Regions from separate parts of the Mus musculus genome. Here regions 2, 3, 4, 5, 6 and 7 are each linked to region 1. Evidence: chromatin contacts called from public Hi-C, HiChIP or PLAC-seq and promoter capture Hi-C data. All regions are on one chromosome and are shown on one strand. Each heading gives the region's core, a stretch centred on a gene start, on an enhancer-like site or on the middle of the called end of the contact. The rest is flanking DNA. Distances are from core to core; before and after follow the strand shown.

Region 1 (3,243 bases), core at 524-3,023:
GGACTTATTAACTTAGAGGAGTGCCCCAGGTCCCCACAGCAATGAGCAGTCCCTGCCCTCTCTTTGAGATCTAGCTGATCCATACTGGGTAGGTAGGCACTTGTCACTCAGAGACAGAGATACGATTGAAGATGGGGAGACGCCTTGGGGGTGCAGGGGTCTGGGGAGGCCCAAACACCCCTGCCTCAAAGACAGGTGAGTCTGACCCCCCCAGGCTGCTGCCGCTGCTGGCGTAGTCATCAGGATCGGATCCCAGAGAGTGGGCAGATGGGCTCCGAGCCAGGCCACCCAAGGGCCCCCAGATGGTGCTGGGGGTAGTAGACCTTCGGCAGGAGGGGCAACAGGCCTGGTTAGGGTCTCTTCGAGTCACAGGGGTCCCAGGGGCAGCAGAGAAGGCAGAAGGGGAAAGTGGAAGATCCCCAGGGGGCGGTGGGGAGCTGGAAGGCGAAAAGGAACAAGAGGACAGGGAAGGGCCAGAAAAGCCTGGAGGTGGCGGCGAGCTTCTGCGGCCTGAGGGCAAGCCGGAGAAGCTGATGCTTTGTCGCAGCACATGGGGCTGGCCAGGGAGAGCTAGGTCCTCGGTGGGGTTGTGGATGAAGTGGCATCGAGAGCCATAGGGGCAGCGGCCCTGGAGGTAGAACTTGTGGCAGAGTTCCGTTTTGTACTTGGGGTGGCGATTGGCTTGGCGAAGTTCACCCAGGCCGTGAGCAAACTGGCACTTGGCCCCGTAGCGACAACGCCCGCTTTCTGAGTAGGTCCGACAGAGCTCGGTCTTGTATCGAGAGGAGGTGGTGGGAGTTGCAGTAGGCGAAGTAGGTGAGGGTGACAGCTCAGGGCCTGGGCGGGGAGCCAAAGGTGCAAAACCAGGGGGTGGGGGTACCCAGCCACAGCTTCGGCCCTCCACCAGGCTAGTGGAGCGGCCAGTCAGGCGAGAGGTGACCCCAGACGGGATGGAGTCCGAGTTTATGTTCCAAAGTCCTCCGAGGGATTCGGTTCCTCCGTGGTCGGATGACAGGTCATGGCTCATCGACTGGAGGCTCTGAGAGGAACAGGGTTCGGTTAGGCCACCAGAAAAGGTAAGGTGACGTCGCCCCGCCCCTGTTGTAAAGCACTTCACGAGCTTGCCAGTCCGGTTTGTGGGTTCTCGGCCTGAGCCCCACCCGGCTCACACAAACTCCAGGGAGAACCTGACTACAGAGATTTGAGTGTTTCCACATGACTGAAGGTAATCCAGAAGGATCTAGGAAGCCCAGTATCCCCGATCGAGAGAGGGTTCCCCCCCAAATCAAAGCACACTGCTGCTCGCCAACTTTGGGCCTCTAGGACTCCCCCCCCCCCCATATGACCGCCCACCGGGCGCTCGTTTCACAACTTGAAGGAGCCGGCCAAAGCTGACCCAGGAGGCCAGATCTCTCTAGAACTCTTACCCTGTCAACTCCCCCCCTACCTCAACCTTAGCACCTGCTTGGCCACCAAACCGCGCCATGGGCAGCGAAGGGCACTAGACAGGTGTGATGCCGCTTCCGCCCTACGCGAGTGACAGCAGTGTGCCAGCTTTTCGTCCCAAGGGGATCGCCGGTATCTGGACCGAGGCGCTAGGCTCGCTGGCTCCCTCTCTCATTTCCAGCCAGCCAGGGCTAGTCTGAGAAGGTACGGAGGCGTCCCGGGCCTAAGTTTGGTGCGTCGGGGATCCCGGGATGCTGTCTAACAGGTACTCACCTCGTAGATGGCAGAGAGATCCATGGTGGCGCGAATGGCCTTGGTGAAGAGACCGACTGTCGGTTCGCAGAAGTCAGGCTGTGGCCCGCAGCAGGAGCTTTCTCCTTTTATGGGGCGGCCTGGGGGCGTGGCCACTAGAGCTTCCGGGACGCGCCCCCGCGGCGTAGCTCGGCCGGCCTGGTACTAGGCCCCTTCCGCCTATCTGCTGGTTAGCATGCAAAATGTGCCTGAACTTGGCCCTCCCGCAGCTCCGGCCCCTCTCGGGGGGTAGTAGGGAGGGTTGTGTACGACCAACTGGAGGTGATGGTAGCGGGGCGTCCTAGTGTTTTTCAGAGGTGGAAGGCAGTCGGGAAGAGAACTGGGGCAGAAGTGGGGGCAGGGCTCTAGGGACAATTGACAAGGGCAGAGACTGAGGGCGTGTGCGTGTGAGACAGACGGGGGCGGGGAGAGACAAGTTGGAAGAGACAGAGATGGCCAGAAGCCGAGAGAAAAACAAAGAGACAGTGAGAGACATTCACAAGTAGGATCTGCTGGTTTAGGACTGTGATTCCGGCCCCTCAGGGAGGCTGAGGCAGGAGACTGGTAGTTCAAGGCCTGGCTCCACTATACAGTGGGTTCTAGGGCAGCTTGAGTAACTTGGTGAGACCCTTTTCTTAGGAAGTAAAAAGATGCCAGATCACTGATGGCCCAAACTTTTAATTTCAGCACTTGGAAGGCAGAAGCAGACGGATTTCTATGAGTTCGAGGCTAGCCTGGTCTACAGAGTGAGTTCCAGAACAGCCAGGACTACACACAGAAACCCTGTCTTTTTTGTTTGTTTGTTGTTTTTGTTTTTCGAGACAGGGTTTCTCTGTATAGCTCTGGCTGTCCTGGAACTCACTTTGTAGACCAGGCTGGCCTTGAACTCAGAAATCCGCCTGCCTCTGCCTCCGGAGTGCTGGGATCAAAGGCGTGTGTCACCATGCTCGGCTGAGAAACCCTGTCTTGAAAAACAAAACAAAAGACAAGACAGTGGCATATGGTTGTAATCTTGGCATTTGGAGGTGGAGGAAGGGGGATCAGGCGTTCAATGTCAGACTAAGCTATTGATTGAGTTCCAGGTCCTACTTTTAAAAAAAAAAAAAAAAAAAAAGAGAAACCACGAAGGTAAGGAGGAAGTAAAACGAAGTCTCAGCGACTTGGTATGTACTCCTTAGAGCCAACCCTATTATAGAAAGAAAAAAAGATGACATTTACAAAGTGGGGAGACAGTAAGACAGGGAGAGGGGACTGGGAAACAAATCTAGGCGAGGAAGTGGGTTACAGAAAGATAGAAAGGCGAAATAAAAACTTAAACCTGAAGGCACAGAACCTGTAAGACAGTTGGTCCAGGTAGGGACCGCTCTGAGCTGTAGCTCAGCAGTGCCCTTCCAACCCCCTAGTCTAGCATGGCTGGATAGCACATTTACCCAAGCTGCAGTTTAAATTAAGAGGTTTTGCTTCCGAAAACTCAAGGTTGGAACAGCTTACGTCTTTTATTAGGGA
Region 2 (3,243 bases), core at 481-2,980, 2.8 Mb after region 1:
CCCACAACAAAACTATTCACACGGCACCTAGTCATGGGACCCAGTGACCCAGACATGCATTCCTATGGGAAGTCATCATATCAACCTACACATCCCGACTGACCCTCTAACTGCAGGGTGGGTGTTCACCAGGCAGAGAAAACAAAGCAAGGGCCAGTTCTCAAGAGTCGAGGAATGGAATTATCAGCTGTCAAGGTGAGAGAGCCCTGACATTCCCATAGACAAGGGGGGCTTGGGAACAATGCACTGCCAGATATTGAAGGGTCAGCATGAGGAGGGGCAGGCTTTGCAAAGCAGTTAAGTTTACACCCAACATCCCAGGAGGGAGGGTTCTCAGCTGAGAAAACCACAAGGGGTCTCTGTCTCTTTCAACAGACAAAGCCACAAAGGGTCTGAGAGACAGAGACAATCTCCCACACACACCCAAGGCATGCAACAATGCCACATTTGGATACACTGGGACTTTCCCACAGACGGAATCAGAGGTAAGTGAGCCACCCACAGGGCCCAGTGACACCACACTGTCACCGGTAGACACATGCAATTTCTACTTGTTCACGGAACCAAAAGACATCCAAATGTGGATGTCAGGCGCACAGCAGCTGAGCCCCAACCACATGCACACATACTCAAATCACAATGAGAGCTCACGGAGGTAACTCACAGACGTAATTCATGGTGAATTATAGGTACAGTCAGCCAAGAGACTGAAGCGGAATGCTGTACAAGTCACAATGAGGCACAAGCTCAGAATGTGTGATTTGCACACGGTGCCACAAAGAAAATGAGACACGTCTCACACACAACCACAGTGGGTCCAAGAGCACCAGATGCACTCGACCTGGGTGGTAGCCATCACACAGAAGATGATAGATAACATACAGACAGCCACACAACATTGCCCCAAAGAATCCCAGCTGTTACACACACACACACACACACACATACACACACACACACACACACACCACGCTGAGCACAATCACAAACGGAAACCCGCAGGCACAGGTGACCAGGCAGGAGTGGCGGGGGCGGGAGGGGGGCAGAACACACCCGACCCCCACCCCGCCGAGATCTCAGGCTCAAAGAAGCTCCTTTTCCCCAGCCCCCACGACAAACGGGGACCACCGACCGGAGGATCTGCGGGGCCTGCCCAGTAATGGGGATGGGGGGTGGGGCTGCTCGCGGCCCTTTCATCTGGGTGTTGGGTCAGGGCTCCCCGTAGGGGGACGATCAGGGCCTAGAGGAGCTCCCCGCTGCCCATATGCGTCCCAGGCCGGTAGTGACGCCCCAATCTTGGGTCTCGCCGCCAGGTTGCAATCCCTCACGTGTACCCCTTCTGGTCCCCAGCGGGGTCGCTCCTACATGCACCAGCTTGGAAACCCAGCTCCGGCCCTCTGCCGCAGCCCGATCGCACCACCGTCCCCGCTTCCCACCCCGAGGCCCGGTGCTTACTCGAACATGGATGCGGCGCCCCGGCTGCAGGGCAGGACCCGGCCGGCTGCTCTGAGATGGGCCTCCCGGGCCTCGCCTGCCTCGGCCGCCGCCTCCACCGGACCCTGCCACCCGCACAAAAGGCCGGAGCCGCCGGAGGCCGCCTCGGCGTCAGCGACACCCCCTTCCTGCTCCCGCCCCGCGCGTCACGGCGCCGCCCCCGCCGGGAGGGGGACATGGACGCGAGCGCGGGCCTAGGCCTAGGATGGCTGGGGAAAGAGTCCGGCTGGGAGACAGAAGAAAATTTTTATTTAAAATGAGCAGCCTGGGCGGGGCGTGATAGCGCACGCCTCACATCCCAGAGGCTGAGACAGGAGGATTGGCATGAGTTCGAGGCCAGCTTGGGCTACATAATGAATTCCAGGCCACTGGAATGCAGAGTGAGAATTTGTCTTCAAAACAAATGAGCAAACAAGTTTAAACACCCTGGGCTTCTCCCCTGGACCCAGAAGAGTCTCTGAGAAGTGGGATGGAGGTGGGTGACAGGCTGATGCTGGGAAGAACTGGCCTGGGGCGGAAGTCTGGGGGTGGGGTCGGGGAACCACAGCTGGAGGGTGGAAAGCCTCTTCCCGTTCTCCCCACCCAGCCTCAGAACCTCAGTTCCTGCCTTAGAAGCGTTCACTTTTCCGCGCGCGCGTGTGTATGGAGACTTCCCCAGCCTAATCGTGCAGACCACGTCAGATTCCAGCCCACCCGGCTCCTAGCAGTGCTGTGTGCGCTTGGGCAAGTCCCTCAGGCCTGGGGAGCCCCCTGCTCCCAGGCAAGGGGTTTCCCCCAGAACAGCACAGGGGCAGGGCTCATCAGCGTTTTTGATACTGGGAAGCCTGCCGAGCCTCAGGACGGGAAATGACCATACATTGCAGTGTAGGACGAGTTCTTGTGCCAGCCAGCCCTGCACCCACCTCTGCAAGCCAGGCGTGGTTGTCGTCCTTGTTGGAGAACACAATGTGAACGAGCCTCTGGCTTTGGGACCCAGCCCAGGGATTTCTCCCCACCCCTCTTCGGCCTTCAGCCTCTTGTCCAGCTACAGTAGGCCCAGTCCCACCTTGTTTGGTTTCCATTCCTATCCCGCTCTGTTACCACTTACAGCCAGAGCTCTAGCCTGTGAATCGCCAAGTCTGGCCAGAGGCCTCTTGGCTTCAAGCCCTACCCTGGCTCCACCTCATTCCTTGTTTTAAAAAAAAAAGTGCTCATCTTGGTGTCCAGAGCCCTCCTGATTGGGCCCCTTCCACCTGTCTGTCTAACTGGTTCCTCCTTAGCCTCCTGGTTGATTATCCCAGGTGTCAATCTACCCCCCTGCTCATCCCACCTGCCTCCGGCCTCAGGACCTTTGCACTGCTATCCCTTCCACAGGAGGAAGCTCGCTCTTCTTGCATGGCTGCCTTCCATCTTTCTGTGTTGCTCTTTTTATACGTCCGTAGCTTGTTTACTCTTAGAAAGACATTTACTTCGGTGGTGAGGGCTTGGGTGGGTTGGATATCATTATATAGCCTGGGCTGGCCTCAAACCTCAGTATGTAGCTGAGTCAGGGCTCGAATTTATGAACTTGCCTCAGCCTCCTAAATGCTGGGATTACAGGCAGGAACCACCAACCGCACAAATTTTTACATTTTTACTTAGTGAATATTCATTTCAAATAAAAGTGTATAATGGCCATCTGTGTCCTCACCATAAGACATAAGAGGTTCAGTATGCATAAAAAGCCTCATTAATTTCGTTAAAGGTTCTGAATTGTTTCTAAGGACAATG
Region 3 (3,243 bases), core at 421-2,920, 2.7 Mb before region 1:
AGCAGTGGGGAGTCAGCGGGATAGGGTGACAGAGAAACGGAGAAGAGCAGGGGGGGGGTGCAGAGCAGAGCTGGAGAGATGGAAAGAAACAGATTGGGTGAGAAAGGCAAGAGAGCTAGTGATGTGGAGAGATACAGAAAAGGAGGTGGGGAGAATTGGAGATGGGAGAGTAAGTGACTGAGGCAGACAGGAAGAGGAGATAGGATGAAGAGAGAGAGAGAGAGAGGAAGAGAGAGAGAGAGAGAGGCCGAGATGGGGACAGATGAGGGACAGAGAACAATAGGGAGAGACATATATAGAAATAGACTGGGAGAGATAGGGAAACAGAGATGGAAGTTGAGGAGGCTCAGAGATAAGAGACAGAAATGTAGAGATCCTGGTGGGGAGAGAGATAGGGGGAGCCCCTGTACTCTGGCAGTGACCCCGGCCCACCCGCAGGTCCTTGCCCTCTACAACCAACACAACCCGGGCGCTTCGGCGTCACCGTGCTGCGTGCCGCAGGCTTTGGAGCCACTGCCCATCGTCTACTACGTGGGTCGCAAGCCCAAGGTGGAGCAGTTGTCCAACATGATTGTGCGCTCCTGCAAGTGCAGCTGAAGCCCCGCCCCGCCCCGCCCCTCCCGGCAGGCCCGGCCCCGCCCCCGCCCCGCCCGCAGCGCCCGGGGCTGTATTTAAGGACACCTGCACCCCCCCTCAAGCCCACCTGGGGGGCCCATTAAAGGTGACAGAGGACTGGTGGTCTCCGTGTCATTGGCCGCCGGATTGCGTCTCCCTCTTAGCTGACGCCCCTACCACATCTTGTCCCTTTCTGTGCAATCGCCTCCAGCACTCCCTAAGGAACGCCGGCTTTGATCCCAGAATTCCAGGGGGCGACGCTGAGGCCCAGGGAAAACCCTATTAGACTCAGGTATCATCTCTTTAGGCACCGTTCACAGTGCTTTATACCTCTGAGCATCCACGAGGCAATCCGGGAGAGCCTGAATTCCTGCTGGGATGAATTCATTTCTTGGATGATGAGTATATGGAAGAGCAAAAAGTGCTGATACAGTGGGTTGTGGTGGCCCCATGTGACAAGTCCCTGCATTCAGGAGACTGAGGCAGGCAGATAGATATAGCTCAGGCTAGCTCAGATATAACCAGGCTACTGGTTCAGAGTTGAGTGTGTGGTACTGAAATGCCTGCAGTGGGAAGGCAAGGGTTAGATAAGGAACTCTGGGGCTTCCGGGTTACATTAGACCCTATCCCAAAAAACCCCCAATTCACAGAATGTGGTGGCACAGGCCTTTAAGACCAGCACTCAGGAGGCTGTAGCAGATTGGTCTCTGAGTTTGAGGCCAGCCTGGTTTACAGAGCAAGTTCTGGATACACAGGACTACACATAGAAGAAACGGTCTCCAAAATACCAAAACACCAAATCAGTAGTTGGTGTTGGTGCTGACTATGTCACTGGGTGAAAGGAGCCTAGGGGGAGGGGGAGCCACAAGAAGGAAGTGGAATCAGGGAGTGTGTGTGTGTGTGTGTGTGTGTGTGTGTGTGAGAGAGAGAGAGAGAGAGAGAGAGATTCTTGGAAGACCGGAAGTGACAAGTGACAGCCATCTTGGGGTGTGCCACTGTGTGAGGAAAGAGAGCAACGTGACTGGAAGAGTCTAAGGGAAGGGTGTTGGGCGCTGAGTCAGATCCAAGTCAGCACAAGCCAGGGAATGACAACTCTCCTACATGTCAGGTGTGTGGCTGTCCTTGATCACAGCTTTCTTCCCACAGCCTGACAGAGCAGGGGCTGGCCAAGGTTGGCCCCAAGCCTCCTGCAGCCTGCAGCCTGCAGCCTGTTTCTGTAAATAAGTCCCGCTGGCTCACGGCCACACTCGCTGCTTCCTCCACATACTGTTTGGAGCCATGTACTGTTTCTGCAGCCTCGTATGCAGGGCCAGCAATATCACCTGGTCCTTCTGGAAAACCTGTGAAGATGGGTGTGGTCTGAACAGGCTGCCTGTAATTTGAACAGGAGGCAGAGGCAGGAGTATCATCACCACAAGTTCAAAGCCAGCCTGATCTACATAGCCCCCAGCCAAGCAGAGCTAAGTATATGGAAAACCCCTCAGTCCTTCCCACTCTCTCCAAAAGCTTGCTTATCCTTTTTGGGGGATCGTGTGCTCTTTACAGGAGGAAGTATTTACACACACGGAAGGTGGTTACTTCCTAAATCCACAGAACTTAGTTAGTTTAGCATCTGCACATGGATCTAAGACTGCTTTCTTGATCATATCTTGATCAGGAGTATGGGACCCCAAAAGAACTTGGGGGACACATAGCCTTACCAGATGAGCTAAAAAGCTGTATCCGAGGCCTCCATTTCTGGTAAATCACTGCGAGTTAAGTGAATGGTGAGGAACTCTGTCCTCAGTCACCCTGCCTCCTCCCTTCCTGGGGTTGAGAGAGAGAGAGAGAGAGAGAGAGAGAGAGAGAGTGCACATGCATGAGCGTATATGCATGCATGTGTCCTCAGGAAGATAAGTTACCCAGGCAAGAAAGACCGGCTGCCTGAGCCTAGCGAGTCCTGTGTTTCATCTCTTCCCATCTGCTGGGGGGAGCTTGTGAATTCTCTCCTGCTTCCTCTTTCTCAAGCCCGTTTCCTCCTTTCTCCTGTGTTTCACTTCCCCTACCCTCTGCCTTTCTCAGGCCCCCAGGGCTCCTAAACTTGCTTTCCACTCAGGGAGTGTCTGGGAGGGAGGGAGGGAGGGAGGCAGGGTGACTGAGGGCAGAGTTCCTTTGGTTTGAGGTTGACAGCACTGAGCCTGGAAGAGTGGGTCAGAGGCCTCCTAGTCTCGTCCCATCAGGGGCTGAGAGCCTCTGAGGAACAGGTTGGGGTTTGGGGCAGGACAAGAACATTTGTCATTGCCACTAGCTCTGGCCTGGCAGATACACAAACACGCAAGCAAGAACACAATCAGGATTGTAGTCATTCAAGGATTGCTGAATAGCCCCACTACCCCCAGCAGAAGCCAAAGTATGGACAGGGTCCCACAACTACACCAACACATTCACCTCTCAAGACTAGTGACATAGATTCTGACACCTGGCAGTCGACACAGACCACACATACAGACTATAAACAGTCCAGCCCTGGGCCCTCACAGGACATGACACAAGTAGAAAGTTTGATAGAAAAGGCCATCACATAAATATACATTATAGGGCCAAGCTTGCACCACATGCCAGACAGATTCACAGTGTCAAACACACCAG
Region 4 (3,243 bases), core at 557-3,056, 2.2 Mb after region 1:
CTTCAAAAAATTTATTGTTGAGACCAAAGTTTATGACCTGGAGAGCTAGTTTGAGGGGTCGGGCCCTCCAGAGGGTACGTCCAGAGTGAAGGAAACCAGGCTGGAACGCACATGTCCCTGCTCCCCAACTTCCTTTCTGAGGTTGGAGGTACATGGGAGACCCAGGCAGGCCCACTATGGTACTCTGCTTACCCAGGTAGTTCTGCCAACAGTTCTTAGTCTGGTTCTGGTTGGGGAAGCGGCTGTCAAAGGGGGCAGTTTTGTAGTTCTTGATTTTAGTCTTGATGTCTTCAGCCATCCTGACTCCTGGATGCAAACAGAGTGGGAATGTTGGCAACCATTCTGGAGGTGCTGGGTGTGGGGATGTCAGGCCAGAGCAGAATAACAGGCTGAATGTGAATAAACCATTATCTCCCCCTTCTTCACAAACACAGAAAGATGAAGGGCAGGGAAAACCCATATATCTGAGTACAGAAGCCACAGTAGGGTTGGACAGAGGTCTCCTTGGCAAAACCAATCTTCATCCTTAAATTCCAGTTAACGCTCACTGTGTGCACAGCACATACTATGTGTACTCTATACATACCTACCCCATGGCCACTCTAAAAGATATTGCTACCTCTGTTGTCTACACAAGGGACAGGGTGTCTAAATGACTTTCCAAGGTCACACAGCACCCAGTGATAATGCTTCATCCATCACCAGCAAAAACACTGCAAGGATTTTCTGGTGTCACCGGCTAGTTTTCTGGCGTCACACACTCATCTGAGGTCCAATGAACTCAAACTTTGCTCAGAATATGCCTAAATGCATTGTGGGATTGCCTAAGATGTGTCCCCCCCCACCCCGCTCCAAAAAAAAAAAAAAAAAAAAGCTCAAAGGACTTAACAAGTAAAGTACAACTGGAGGTAACCATGACTGAAGATTTGTGACTCTTGTAACTGGCATGTGTCAGGTATCTGTGATTTTGCCTGCTGACAATGGCCCAGGCTACCAAATCTATTGACGTTGCTGCCTCCATTCCTAATGGAAGTAAATACTGGAATTCGATTAGAACCCCACGCAAACCGCCCCCCCCCCAATCATTCAAATACTTTAGCTCCTTGAGTTTTATCGACTTCTCTCAGCTTTGATATGTCTGAAGAGATGACATAGTCAATATCAACAGACCTGAGAGAAACTGTCTCTAGAGCATCTGGGGGACCTTGACACCACAGAGGTGCCAGTGTCAACTGAAGTAGTCCAAACAAGTGGGGTATTTGGGCAGGTTCATTGAAGGAGGCAAGGTGGGCACGGGGGATTTAAAAGACTCAGTGTCGGAAGTAATTTTGGACAATATCTCGAGTTTTGAGAGTTGATCAAAGATGACGCTGAGGGGAAAGACACGAGTCAAGGCGACAGGCTTCGGCCTTGGAACGCGGGTGGCCACGCCTGTGAACTCGCAACTAAAAGCTCCACAGTCCAATTTACTGGGTCTAAATCCGAATTGCCTTATAGCCACGGGTAAGGCGCTTCACACTCCAGCCCCAACGCTATCAAAGGGGACTTGTAGGGCTGAAGGATGGAGTAATAGGGACTGCTTAGAAAGCGACCTAGCCATCATGAAGAAAGGCGGCTATAATGGTTAGCTCCAGGACACCGGACCCGTGGCCGCCGGAAGTTTCTGCTTGGCGTCAGGGAAGCCCCGGGGCGCTTCTCTGCAACGGACAAGGTTCCCCCAGGATCCCGACCCTTCACACTCACCTAAAGATTGTCCCGGAGTAGCGTTACTTCAATGTGACCCTTAGCAAAGACGCCAATGTCAGACGGGAAGCGGAATTCCGACTGGCCGGAAGCTGCGAGAGGAGGAGCCGAGCTGAGTCCTCCGGGCTGCTAGATTGGCCTCGGGAGGCGTGCCCAGAAACCGCTTTGGCCACGCCCACTTCCGAAGAAGCCCGACCTCCTATTGAGCTAAATTTCTGCTTATTATTGTTGCTGGGCCAATCGAGATTTTACTTTGCTCTTAAAAGGCACCTGACGTTCAATTATGGGTTATTATCACCTGCCTGTCCTTCCCAGAGGGAAAAGCATAAGACTGTCTTCAGAGTGGGAATGGAAAAGTGTCACAGATAATCTGTGTTTTGAAATAGGACTTCGCTGTATATCTCAGACTGGCCTCGAAATTTTGATCACAGATTACTAGGTGTTAGGATAACAAGCGTTTACCCCTGTGCCTTGATTCGAAAGTTATTTATATTTATTTATTTGGGTTTTCGGGATAGACAATCTTAGTTTGTGTTTTATTGCAGTGAAGAGACATCATGTCTACGGCAACTCTTTGTTTGTTTGTTTGTTTGTTTGTTTGTTTGTTTTTCGAGACAGGGTTTCTCTGTATAGCCCTGGCTGTCCTGGAACTCACTTTGTAGACCAGGCTGTCCTGGAACTCACTTTGTAGACTCAGAAATCCGCCTGCCTCTGCCTAACTAGTGCTGGAATTAAAGGCATGGGCCACCACGCCCGGTTTATGGCAACTCTTATAAAGGAAAACAATTAAGGGCTGGCTTACAGTTTCAAGTTTCGTCCATTATCATCATAATTGGAAGCAATGTGGTGAATTGCTCTGATCCTTGAGGGTTGCTGTTTCTGCTGCTTTTCTGCATAAACTGGAATCCAGAAGAAGTAGGCTCCAAAGGAAGTACTGGCAAAGCAAGTACCTGTCCCTTCTTCCATTGTCCTTATATAGGCCTCCAGCAGAAGATATGGCCCAGAATAAAAGTGTGCTTCAAGACCTGTAGGAGTCATTCCTCCTAGAGGTCTGGATCAAAAGCCTGTGTCTTCCAGCCTTAAGGTCCAGATTACAGGCATGTTGTCTTCCTGCCTCAAGTCCGGATTACAGGTGTTCCCTATGTTTCTGGATTATAGTTCATTCTATATATAGTCAAGTTGATAATTGAGAGTAGCCATCCACATAGGGGTTCTCTGTGTAGCCCTGGAAACTCATCTATCTATCTATGGGTGTCCTAGAACTCACTCTGTAGGCCAGGCTGGCCTCGAATTTTTATCTGCCTGCCTCTGCCTCCCCGAGTGCTGGGATTAAAGTGCTGACATGGGTTTAAGTTAATAGAAAGTTTTTATTAGGTCTCCAGTGATTACACTAGGTGTTTGGGATCTTGGTGTAGCACCAAGCCCTTTTTAGAGTGAATTTTTACACACAAAACCTGTATTCTGGATTGACATAATTCAGTTCATAAGATAGCTAGCTGG
Region 5 (3,243 bases), core at 387-2,886, 2.2 Mb after region 1:
TCCTCTGAGCTCATCATCCTAGTTGCTCCTGCCATCTCAGGCCTCTCTCCGGGTGCTTTATGCTTGTGTGACATCTCCTGTTCTCTCCCATTACTTCTAAAATCCTTCTCTGGCTTCTGTTTCTCTCCAGGACTCCCAAGTCCTCTCTCAGAGCCCCTCATGAAGTCTTCTGATTGCTGGTGCCTCTTCAGTCCTGGATCCAGCTCATCTTCATCCTTGCCCTTTTGAGCTCTCTGACAGGCCTCTTCCAAGGCCTGTACCCCCAAGGCTTTGGCTGCCTCTTCAAGGTCCCCCAGCTCCCCAGGCTGTAGCTCTATACTCTCTCCATAGACAAAGGTCAGAATCTGAGCAAAGGTGGAAGGGCTTATGTCTTCAACCAGAGCCCACCGGCCCCTGCAGCCAAGCCTTGGGCTTGCACCTGCCAGCACTAGGCTGTGAGCCGGGAACTCCAGGCCCCCTACTGTGATCAGGGTATCACACAGTGCTGGCCGGAGTCTAGCCGCTAACTGTACCAACCTATCAGAGCCATATGGGCTGATTAGTCTTGTGGGGGTCTGGGGCATTGTTCCTGGCTAATCTACCAGTTTCACAGGCTCTGAGAGGAAAGCCACAATGGGGGATCCATGATTGAAGTGGGAGAGAAACCGCATACTCTCTGGCCTGTGAAGGGGAAGGGAGAAAGAGTGAGTGTCTGGGCTCAGATTGGTGCTGTCTGTCCTGAATGAATCAAATAAACTAAGCCAAAGGCCAGCTGTGGGGATGCCACACTAGGAGAATGCACACTGGGCCAGAGGTTAGGTTTGGGGCCTGAAGAACGACAGCCAGGCAGTTAGCAGAGGTATCAGATAGTGGGTTTAGGGCTGGTATAGTTAGCAAACACCCAGCTTAAGGAAGGTTTGGCTTCCCCAGGCTCTTTTGCAGGGAAAGCCTCTGAACAGCCTGGCCTTTTCCACACTTTGCATCAAACCTGGCATTTATGAATGGAGGAAGATGCGACCTCATGAGAGAGCTCAGACAGCTTTTGGGTCCTCCCCCAACATGAGCCCAGAAAGCCAGAGAAGGCATCAAGACAGCTCACATGGCAGGACAAAAGACTCTTAAGGCGTCACACAATTGTCTCTGCAAGACTGAAGCTTCTAGAATACACCCTCTGAGAAGGGATTGGAAAAGAGCAGAGATCTCCATCCAGTGGGTTAAGGGAGTCACACAAGAGTTTTAGAGAAGGCTTTGATGCCTGAGGAAGTGAAAGAAAGGAAAAAGAGACTGGGGAAAGGGAAGCTACTTCCTCTCACAAGGAGGATAAAGAATGGTTGAGTTCTGTTTTTCATAAGCCAAAAGACTAAGACTCAGAAAGTGCTCAACAAGTCAAGACTTTAATCACACATCAAAACCATCATGACACAGAGAGAGATAGCCTGCGAGTCTTAGCATCCTGCAGGCCTAGCTCGGTGTGGACCCTCCATGAGTAAGCAGCATGGTGGGGGAGGCAGAGAGAGGAATGAGGAACTACTTAGACACCTTGGAGTGAGGGATGCAGGGTGGCAGGAAGTAGAAAGAAGGTTGGAATGGAGGAAAAGCACAGCTGGGGAGAGGGATGGTAACTCACCTCTGTAGCTGCCTCCTAGTACCGCATGCTCACTACTGCTCCTGGGGTTCCTGCCCACCTACCCCCAGTTAGCTCCACCCCGTCCTCAGTCATCCCAAGTATTAGTCTGCCACAGTCCCCTAGAGGGGTGTGGCTTACTGTCTCTGCTTAGGACCTATAAGAGAGGCTACAGATCTACTTTTAACAACCCGGACTGCCTTGCCTCCTCAGTCTAATTCACTTGTGAGTTCTGTAGAGTCAAAGATGTGAACCTGTGGTGACAGGGACTTTGGGATAGTCAAGAGTTGAAGCCTCATCTCTGCCATTTACTAGTTGAGTCACCTTGGGCACGTCATCCCTCCCTCAGTCACCTCATGCATCAAGTGTCATGGTCTCGTCCAGAGGTGGGGGTGAAAATGAAGTGCCATGCATGAGGAAGCAGTCTGTGAGCACAACACAGCATTCAGCTGCTATTAGTTCTACATCCTGGAGGTGGCCATAGCAAGGAGTAGCTGGAAAAGCACTTGTGATACCTCAGAAGTGTAAGCATAGAAACACAGAATGGGAAGCAGCAGGCAGAGGAAAAGCCAAGGCTCCTCCTTTCCCTGGCTTAGTTCATCAGGCCCCCCTTCCTCTATGAGACTGACCCTTGTCCTCTGGACCACAGCAAAGACTAGGTGTGTGTGACTCAGATCCTCCCAGCAGACTCTGAGGGGGGCAACCCCAGGAAGCCTGTGGTGGTCTTCGAAGAGAAAAATCTCCTTTTCTTGGGCTGATGACAAATGACATTTCTCTGAAATCAAAACCAGGGGTTTCTTTCATTTTCTGCTCAAGGGGTCAAGGTCCCTAGAGATTTCCACCTCTTTTGACACCTTTAGCGCCCCCCCCCCATATGTCTTCTTCCTGTGTAGCTCAGGCTGGTCTTGAAATCTCTATCATCCTGTCTCAGCCAGTGCCACCACGCCCAGTTTTGATACTCTTTAAATTGAGGAAGGGATAAAAAGCCTTTGAAACTCAAATTTGTTTGTTTCCTTTTAATTTATTTTACTTATGTTTTGTTTTTTACCATTCTACCAATCTGATCCTAAGCTGCTCTTCTCATTCATGGCAGGTGTCTAATCTGTCATACATATGGAGTAAATACGGAGAGGAGAGACAGGCCAGACATTGGCTGGGCTGCTGTGGTGCCAGAATGAGCTGAGTCCCCTGAGGTTTCTCCCTAGCTTCTGGCCCCTCCTCGAGCCAATAACGAACAGTCAGATCTGTTTTTCCCCCTTGGCTCCAGGACTCCAAGATGTTCAGTCCAGCCTTCTATTACTCTATCCCTCCAGACCTAGGATGCCTTCCCTCCGATTCTAGCTTGGGTGCAGGCAGGTGGCGACCCTCCTAGATCAGACAGGGTGTGTCGGTGGGTGAGGCTGGTGAAGGGTTAGTAGGGTGGAGATAGGGGAAGATGAGTCAGAGCGAAAGGGAAAATGCAAATGGAACCCTGTGTTCATCTGCTCCTCTGAATGTTAAATATTTTCCACTTCTGAGCTTTCTAATTCCTAACATCATGCACTTGGGATCATACTAGATACTGCTATGTAAAAGGCATACTAAATGCCAGCCCTTCTGATAAATGTACAAACAGATACAAGCCTTCCTCCAACACAAAA
Region 6 (3,243 bases), core at 365-2,864, 2.1 Mb after region 1:
GTCTCATGGTTTATTTTTATGCTCCCACACTGCTAGCTCCGTGTCCTTGTGTTAATGCCTCTGTGACCCCACAGGAGTCCCACCCAGTGGAATTTGAAGAGTCTCCAAGCTGCATCATCCTCTGGGGAGATGAGCATATATAAATACCACATCTTGAGCATGGTGTTGTATGCCTGTAAAGCCAGCACTTGGAGGTTGTGGTGAGACAGGAGAATTGCTGGGAGTTCAAAGCCAGCCTGGGTATGAGACTCTGTTTGTTTGCGTGTTTGTTTGTTTTAATACTGTAGTGGAGATGGAAAGAAGATTCCATAGACTTGAGCCCTGGTTGCTCTTCCAGAGGACCCACGTTCAGTTCCTAGCAACCATGCTGGTTGACTCAAGATTGTCTGTAACTCCAGCTCCTGGTGGATCTGAGGCCTCTCAGTGGGTACCTCCATTTATGTACACAGATTGACAGACAGACAAACAGACAGACAGACACACACAGGTAATTAAAATAATGAAAATTAAATCTTTTAAAAAATACTCTGCCGGGCGTGTTGGCGCATGCCTTTAATCCCAGCACTCGGGAGGCGGAGGCAGGTGGATTTCTGAGTTCGAGGCCAGCCTGGTCTACAAAGTGAGTTCCAGGACAGCTAGGGCTATACAGAGAAACCCTGTCTCGAAAAACCAAAAAAAAAAAAACCAAAAAAAAAAAACCTCTAAGGGGGGCATGTCATTGGAAATGGCTTTACAGTGCACACCTTGCAGACTTGGCAGATCAAAGAAAAAATTAAAACAAACAATCCAGGGCTGGAGCGATGGCTCCACAGTTAAAAGTACTGGCTGCTCTTGCAAAACACTGAAATTAGGGTTCCAGCAACCACTTGGCAGCTCACAACCCTCTACGGCTCTAGTTCCAGAGGATCTAATGCCCTCTTCTGGCCATTGTGGGCACTGCAGGCATGTGGTACTCAGCCGTTTGTTATGCAAAACACGCATACATATAAAATAAAAACAAACAATCTTTTATTTGTTTAAAAAAATAAATAAAAGACTTGGTGTCACATGACAGCTCACTTTTTCATTGCTGAAGAGTACCCATTGCCTGGGTCCCTCTGCACCCACCTCAATGCCTCACCCAGTCCCGTTTGGTGGACATTTGGGTTGTTTTTTTCCTGATGCCCATGTTCAAGTTCTGCAAACTACATGTTTAGGATGGACAGCAGGGCTGTGGTCTGTGTGCAGTTTAAGTGTACACAAGAACTGTGCAGTGCTCCTCCCTGAAGGATAAAAATCATCGCAACAAGAGAGAGGATGTTACTTAGCTAAGATTGCAAATCCCGGCTGCCTTGAACCTGGAGTTCCCTGCTCTCGGGCCCAACTGCTTATTCAGCAATGCAAGCTGGACAGCTGAGATCTGTCGTACTGTCAGGCTGAAAGGTTATTGGGGGCTGTCACTGGGGGCGTACATGTCCTGTTATTCTGACCTCTGTCCCTAACCATTAATTATTAACCCTCCACCACCACCCCAAGAGACTGCTATCCTAAAGATTTGCCCAGTTAATCAGTAACTGCCCCCCAGCTGGGCAAGGGGCATTTGGTACAGCTGCTATCTGCCTGGCCCCTTCCCCTAGTGTGGTGGTAACCAGGCACTTGCAATGATCTGGACGCGTCTGCCGCTGTATGGCCCCTCCAAGCCCTCTACAGGTGGCTGGCAGCCCCTGCGCTTTGATGGTGGGGCCTTCCATGTCAAGGGAACCGCAGAACTGGCACGGGCTTTGCTAGTGCTTCGCCTATGCGCCTGGCCCCCTTTGGTCACTCATGGACTAGCGGTGAGCAGTAGGCACAAGGTCTGGCCTGGAAGTCTCCCAGACCTGGCTCTGAGCATGTGTTCCCTGTCACCCAGTTTCAGGCCTGGTCTCAGCGACTCCTGGGATCCCGGCTCTCAGGCGCACTTCTTCGAGCATCCATCTACGGGCAGTTTGTGGCCGGGGAGACAGCAGAGGAAGTGAGGAACTGTGTCGGGCAGCTGCAGGCCCTGGGACTCCAGCCCCTGTTGGCAGTACCCACCGAGGAGGAACCAGACTCCACTGCCAAGACCAGGTGAGTAGAGAGAGGAAGGGTAGAAGGGAGGATGGAGTGGGCAGGAAGGGGGCTCTGGAAGCTGACCTCCACTGGCCGGGCAGTGAGGTCTGGTATGAGGAGAACCTTAGCGCCATGCTGCGCTGTGTGGACTTATCCCGAGCCCTCGTGGACGCCCACGGCCCAGCCAGGAACAGCCTCATGCAGCTGAAGGTGACCGCGCTAGCCAGCACTCGGCTTTGTGTAAGTGACAAGTGAGATGGGGGTGGCGATGTGGGGGTGGCTGCCCACCAGGACACCCTCACCATGCCAGCCACCAACCCATTTCAGAAAGAGCTGTCGGCTTGGATCCAAAGACCCAGAGGCTCCTCGGAGCTGAGCCCTGAGAGGCTGGCAGAAGCCATGGACTCGGGTCGGGTAAGGAATGCAGGTGCTCCTCACTGAGGATATGGTTGGCCTGGATAAACATGGGACTCTTGGAGTTCTAAGGGAAGTGTGGGGGTGAAGAGCTATCCAGAGAAGGGATCAGACCAACAGCGCTTTCTCCACAGAGGGCAGGACACGAATAAGACCTGTTGGTCAGTTGCTGAGCATGGTCGTGCATGCCTGTAATCTCAGCACGTGGGAAGCTGAAGCCTGGGCTGTAGAGTGAGACTTGCCTCAAAAGCACTGGCTGGAGAGATGGCTCAGCAGTCAAGAGCCCTCTTGCAGAGGACCAAGGTTTGGTTTTCAGCACCCGCATGGTGATTCATAGCAATCTACAACTCCAGTTCCAGAAAATGCAGCCGTCTCTCCTGACCTCCATAGGTGCCAGGCACACCTGTAGTGTGCATACAAGCATGCAGGCAGAACATCTATAACATAACACACACACACACACACACACACACACACACACACTCACACATGTTGGTGGGTTTGTTTTTAAGACATGCATCCCAGGCTGGTCTTGAACTCTCTGTATAGCCAAGAATGCCTTTGAACTCTTGATCTTCCTGCCTCCACCCCACTAGAGATATAGGCATGTACTATTGTTTCTGGTATAGCTGGTCTTTGCTATTTTTGTGGGTTCTTCTTTTTCCTACATGTATCCTTCTCCCCCGGCCTCCTGCTCTGGTTTCATGCCCTAACACTAGGGATAGGGCAAGAAGGATAGAGGGGGGAGAGAGTCCTGAACTT
Region 7 (3,243 bases), core at 382-2,881, 2.1 Mb after region 1:
CCTTGCCTCTCTTTCGGCCACGCCCACTTACACTCCCACTTTTTCTAAACGGATCCATAGATTCCTAAACCATGCCACTCTTCAGGCGACCTTGATTAGTCCATGGGGGGTGTGGGGGGGTGTTGTTGGGTTTTTTTTTTTTCAGTCTCCACCGCCGCCCCGCGGCCCCTAATTTCTCAAAATAGGTTTGCGCTGGCCCTTTAGGAGGGGCCTCTTCACTGACCACAGACCCCCAAGCTTTCCCTGGCTTTACAGATTCTCTCATCTCCCTAGACTCTGCCAAGTCCAGCTTCCTCAAGGGCGACCCCGCCCCAGCTTGGATCCACTTTCTCATTGACCACGCCTCTCCCCGTGGGGTCCCGCCCACCTGTCTGCAGTACTCCAGCACGCGCTGCGGGTCCAGAAGACAGCGTCGTGATCGCTGTGGGTCTGGTTCCCAGCGGCCGGTGCGCAGGTCCCGGTGAAGGGTTAGACGCCCACATAGTCCAGCCACTTGAGCCGACCCCGGAGCCTGGGAATGAAGGCAGATGGGGCAGTGAGGAGCCAGGGCAACGATGTCATCTGTGTTGTCTGGTTCTTTGCTCCCTAAAACCCAGATAGGGCTCCTGCCCCTATCTCTAGCACCAGCTCCTTCTAAGCACCTTCTGAGTGGAGAGACCGTTCCCCGGGAAACAAATCCCGTGGGGCTGGAGCGCCCCAGCTCTCCCGTTGCTATGGTGACCTGGGTCCCCACCCCCCCGCCCCGTTTCTCGCGGCCTTGTTGCTGAGAAGACAGGCTCCGCCCCCGCCCCAGCGGCTTGGGTCTGAAGCCTGAAGGGGTTAAACTTGAATCGTGTTGGGGGAGGCGGGGGGCGAACCCAGGCGTTCTGGCCCCTCCTCCCTCCATCCCCAGTTCAGGTTCCCACTGAGGGGGTGCAAAGACGACAGGGCCCAGCTTCCCAGCAGGCCTGCACATCAGACCTTTAAGGACTAGAGGAGCTATATCCGGATTGAGTAGTGGGTGGAGGCCCGGACTACTGGATGTTTGAGGGCAGGGGGTTCATGTGGGTCCAGATAATACAAGGGACCTGGGTTCTTAGAGCCAAGCGCCTACTGCCTGGTGCGTCCTACGCTTAGGTGGGCAGGTCTTGGGGCTTTGTCGTCTAGGGGTGCTCTGGATTTCTTGGACCAGAGGCTCTTGGAAAGAGCCAGGTCCGACGATGCGGGTGGGAGGGGGCAGGGACGTCAGACGATGGAGGAACCTAGGAAAATCTACAGTTCGGATCGCGTGGGGCAGGCCACCTGGCCAAAAGGACTGCGGTGGCCGTCCCGCGTCCAGGTCGAGGCCCGGTCCCGCCCCTTCCCCATCCCCAGGACCCGGCCGGGCCTCACCTCGGCCGCGCTGGGGCTCCCAACAGCCAGGTTCCCGACGGCGAGCTGCGCGCGCAGAAGCAGCAATGACAGTGGCAGCAACAGCGGCAGCGGCGGCGGTCGCCAGCGGCGACCCTGACCGCGAGCGGCGGGGCTGGTGGGCCCCATGTCCGGGCCTCGGGCCCTCACGTCCCCTGCGCTCCCGCCCGGCCCTACCCGGCCCCAGCGGTGACAGGAGCTCCCAGCGCCACCGCCGCCTCCTCCTCCCGCCGCCCCCGGGCTGCGCCGGCGCCGCCAGCCCCGCCCCGCGCCGGCCCCGCCTTCCCAGCCAGGACAATAGCGTGGCGGCTCTGCGCACTGAGAGGCTCCGGAACCCCGGGAGGGAGCCTGCTCCAAGTCCCAGCCCCTCAAGATTCCAGGTGTCACTGTCCGCGTGAAGACCGAGTCACTAGGTTCAGTCCTGGGCGTAGCCGTTTTCTGGACTTTCATCCTTGGCCTTCTCTTCTGGCAAACGCAGACACCCAGCATCAGCTTTGTCCTCCTCCAAGGATGCCAGAATCCATGGGGGTGGGGGTCTTCCATAAATCCCTCTCTTGAGGTCCCAGGAATATAGACCTCCGAATTTTCCCAGTCAAGAATTTAGGGAGTGTACTAGGAAAGCCTGTAATCCCGGCACCTGAGAGGAGGGGGCGGGAGGATAGGAGTTTGAAGCTAGCCTACCTACATGCAACCCAGTCTCAAAAGACAAAACACAGCTACAGCTAGGTAAATCTGCTCCCTTCCAGGCCTCTTCTGTCTCAGGACCGGAGGCCAAGTCTCCCACCCTTGCTTCCTCAAACCTAGGAAGCCTTCCTGCCCTGATTGCCAGGTGTCTGGATCTTCAAATACTCCCTCCAAAAATCCATGACTAAACCCTTTCTTTACAGATGACTCGGGTCAGGTGCTGGATACCATAGCCTTCCAAGACCAGCACCTGAGGACCACTGTGTGGAGTCCCCCATTCTCACCCTTTCTAAGGGCCACCTCAAGTCTTCTGCCTAAAGGGTTCACTGTTTTATCTTAAGTGAGTGTACAATATTCTAATCCCCCCCCCCGAAGCAGCCCAGATGTGTGTGTGTGTGTGTGTGTGTGTGTGTGTGTGCATCTGTATGGTGTGGACCTGCCCACATTTGTCTGTCTTTCTGCTTTGTGTGTGTGTGCATCTCTGTGGATGTGGGTGGGGTGAGGTAGTGGTGTATTATTAAAAGAGTTTAAAGTGGAATGGTGATGTGCACCTGTAATCCCAGAGGGCCTGAGGCAGCAAGATCAAGAGTTCCAGGCTAACTGCTGAGAGAAGGCTCAGTGATGAAAAGCACTGGCCGCTCTCTCAGAAGACCCGGGTTCAATTCCCAACACCCACACTGTCTATAACTCCAGTCTTAGGGGACCCATCCCTCTGTTCTGGTCTCAGGGACCAGGAATGTATATAGTATACAGTAACACATGCAGGCAAAACACCCACACAAGTAAAATAAAAATAACAGATCTTAAAATACAGAGAGAGAGAGAGAGAGAGAGAGAGAGAGAGAGAGAACCTACAGCAGTAAGCCAGTAGCAAGGGGCTAAGGAAGGACTTAGGACATCATCGCTACTGCCACCCAATGCATGAGAGGCGAGGGAGGACTAGATACAATACAACCTTTGTGGGCCTCTTCATTCATGGAAAACACCAGGAGACTCCTCCAAGTGAAAGAAAATTAAAATTCAAGGTCCATGACTCATGTGGCTTGTGTCAGTTAGTTAGGAGGGCCTTTGGGCCTAGGGCAAAAACAAAGGCTGTAAAGTCATCCAGGAACTGGCTAGCCATAAAAGACAGGGAAGACATACCAGGATGTCCGGACTGGCCCGGCGTCT

The links. Promoter capture Hi-C pulls out the DNA fragments that hold promoters and counts their contacts. Hi-C and Micro-C count contacts between places; a contact is called where the count stands out from the background. HiChIP or PLAC-seq counts read pairs in DNA pulled down with a chosen protein or histone mark.
Region 2: an H3K27ac HiChIP or PLAC-seq map of regulatory T cell precursor shows a contact between it and region 1, with 12 times the contacts expected there. The contact joins the promoter of Gramd1a here to the promoter of Zfp36 in region 1. A contact is called at or near these places in 1 of 39 promoter capture datasets (neutrophils), 1 of 484 Hi-C or Micro-C datasets (CD8 T cells) and 2 of 115 datasets of contacts at active chromatin or transcription factors (regulatory T cell precursor and thymic regulatory T cells).
Region 3: a contact with region 1 is called in a promoter capture Hi-C map of pre-B cells, with 5 times the contacts expected there. The contact joins the enhancer-like site here to the promoter of Zfp36 in region 1. A contact is called at or near these places in 1 of 39 promoter capture datasets (pre-B cells), 1 of 484 Hi-C or Micro-C datasets (LSK cells) and 2 of 115 datasets of contacts at active chromatin or transcription factors (bone marrow-derived dendritic cells and thymic regulatory T cells).
Region 4: an H3K27ac HiChIP or PLAC-seq map of bone marrow-derived dendritic cells shows a contact between it and region 1, with 5 times the contacts expected there. The contact joins the promoter of Cox6b1 here to the promoter of Zfp36 in region 1. A contact is called at or near these places in 2 of 39 promoter capture datasets (the HPC-7 cell line and maxillary cranial neural crest), 1 of 115 datasets of contacts at active chromatin or transcription factors (bone marrow-derived dendritic cells) and 1 of 9 other capture datasets (liver).
Region 5: a Hi-C map of B cells shows a contact between it and region 1, with 6 read pairs. The contact joins the promoter of Zbtb32 here to the promoter of Zfp36 in region 1. A contact is called at or near these places in 4 of 39 promoter capture datasets (the C10 cell line, cranial neural crest, frontonasal cranial neural crest and 1 more), 1 of 484 Hi-C or Micro-C datasets (B cells) and 3 of 115 datasets of contacts at active chromatin or transcription factors (astrocytes, bone marrow-derived dendritic cells and bone marrow-derived macrophages).
Region 6: a Hi-C map of liver shows a contact between it and region 1, with 3 times the contacts expected there. The contact joins the promoter of Prodh2 here to the promoter of Zfp36 in region 1. A contact is called at or near these places in 2 of 39 promoter capture datasets (embryonic stem cells and hippocampal neurons) and 1 of 484 Hi-C or Micro-C datasets (liver).
Region 7: a contact with region 1 is called in an H3K4me3 HiChIP or PLAC-seq map of embryonic forebrain, with 5 times the contacts expected there. The contact joins the promoter of Aplp1 here to the promoter of Zfp36 in region 1. A contact is called at or near these places in 3 of 115 datasets of contacts at active chromatin or transcription factors (astrocytes, embryonic forebrain and thymic regulatory T cells).

What each region holds. Positions count from the first base shown.
Region 1 is chr7:28,377,455-28,380,697 of GRCm38.p6, forward strand. It overlaps Zfp36 (zinc finger protein 36), which reads right to left and starts at 1,774. Exons shown (of 2, transcript NM_011756.4): 1 at 1,720-1,774; 2 at 1-1,039. The coding sequence starts at 1,743. The coding sequence ends at 104.
Region 2 is chr7:31,149,441-31,152,683 of GRCm38.p6, forward strand. Gramd1a (GRAM domain containing 1A) reads right to left here and starts at 1,731. Exons shown (of 19, transcript NM_027898.4): 1 at 1,456-1,731. The coding sequence starts at 1,463.
Region 3 is chr7:25,704,346-25,707,588 of GRCm38.p6, forward strand. It overlaps Tgfb1 (transforming growth factor, beta 1), which reads left to right. Exons shown (of 7, transcript NM_011577.2): 7 at 439-732. The coding sequence ends at 597. Among named protein-coding and RNA genes, the nearest start is that of Ccdc97, 13 kb to the right of the region's middle. Within about 2 kb of position 1,671, at least 143 of the 459 cell types and tissues checked have an H3K27ac peak or open chromatin away from gene starts, as enhancers often do. A contact at or near this core is called in bone marrow-derived dendritic cells, pre-B cells and thymic regulatory T cells, where this site is marked.
Region 4 is chr7:30,624,308-30,627,550 of GRCm38.p6, forward strand. It overlaps Cox6b1 (cytochrome c oxidase, subunit 6B1), which reads right to left and starts at 1,807. Exons shown (of 4, transcript NM_025628.3): 1 at 1,744-1,807; 2 at 193-306. The coding sequence starts at 298.
Region 5 is chr7:30,591,306-30,594,548 of GRCm38.p6, forward strand. Zbtb32 (zinc finger and BTB domain containing 32) reads right to left here and starts at 1,637. Exons shown (of 6, transcript NM_021397.2): 1 at 1,607-1,637; 2 at 1-660. The coding sequence starts at 563.
Region 6 is chr7:30,492,044-30,495,286 of GRCm38.p6, forward strand. Prodh2 (proline dehydrogenase (oxidase) 2) reads left to right here and starts at 1,615. Exons shown (of 10, transcript NM_019546.5): 1 at 1,615-1,814; 2 at 1,889-2,085; 3 at 2,169-2,307; 4 at 2,395-2,481. The coding sequence starts at 1,641.
Region 7 is chr7:30,443,951-30,447,193 of GRCm38.p6, forward strand. Aplp1 (amyloid beta (A4) precursor-like protein 1) reads right to left here and starts at 1,632. Exons shown (of 17, transcript NM_007467.3): 1 at 1,372-1,632; 2 at 368-511. The coding sequence starts at 1,518.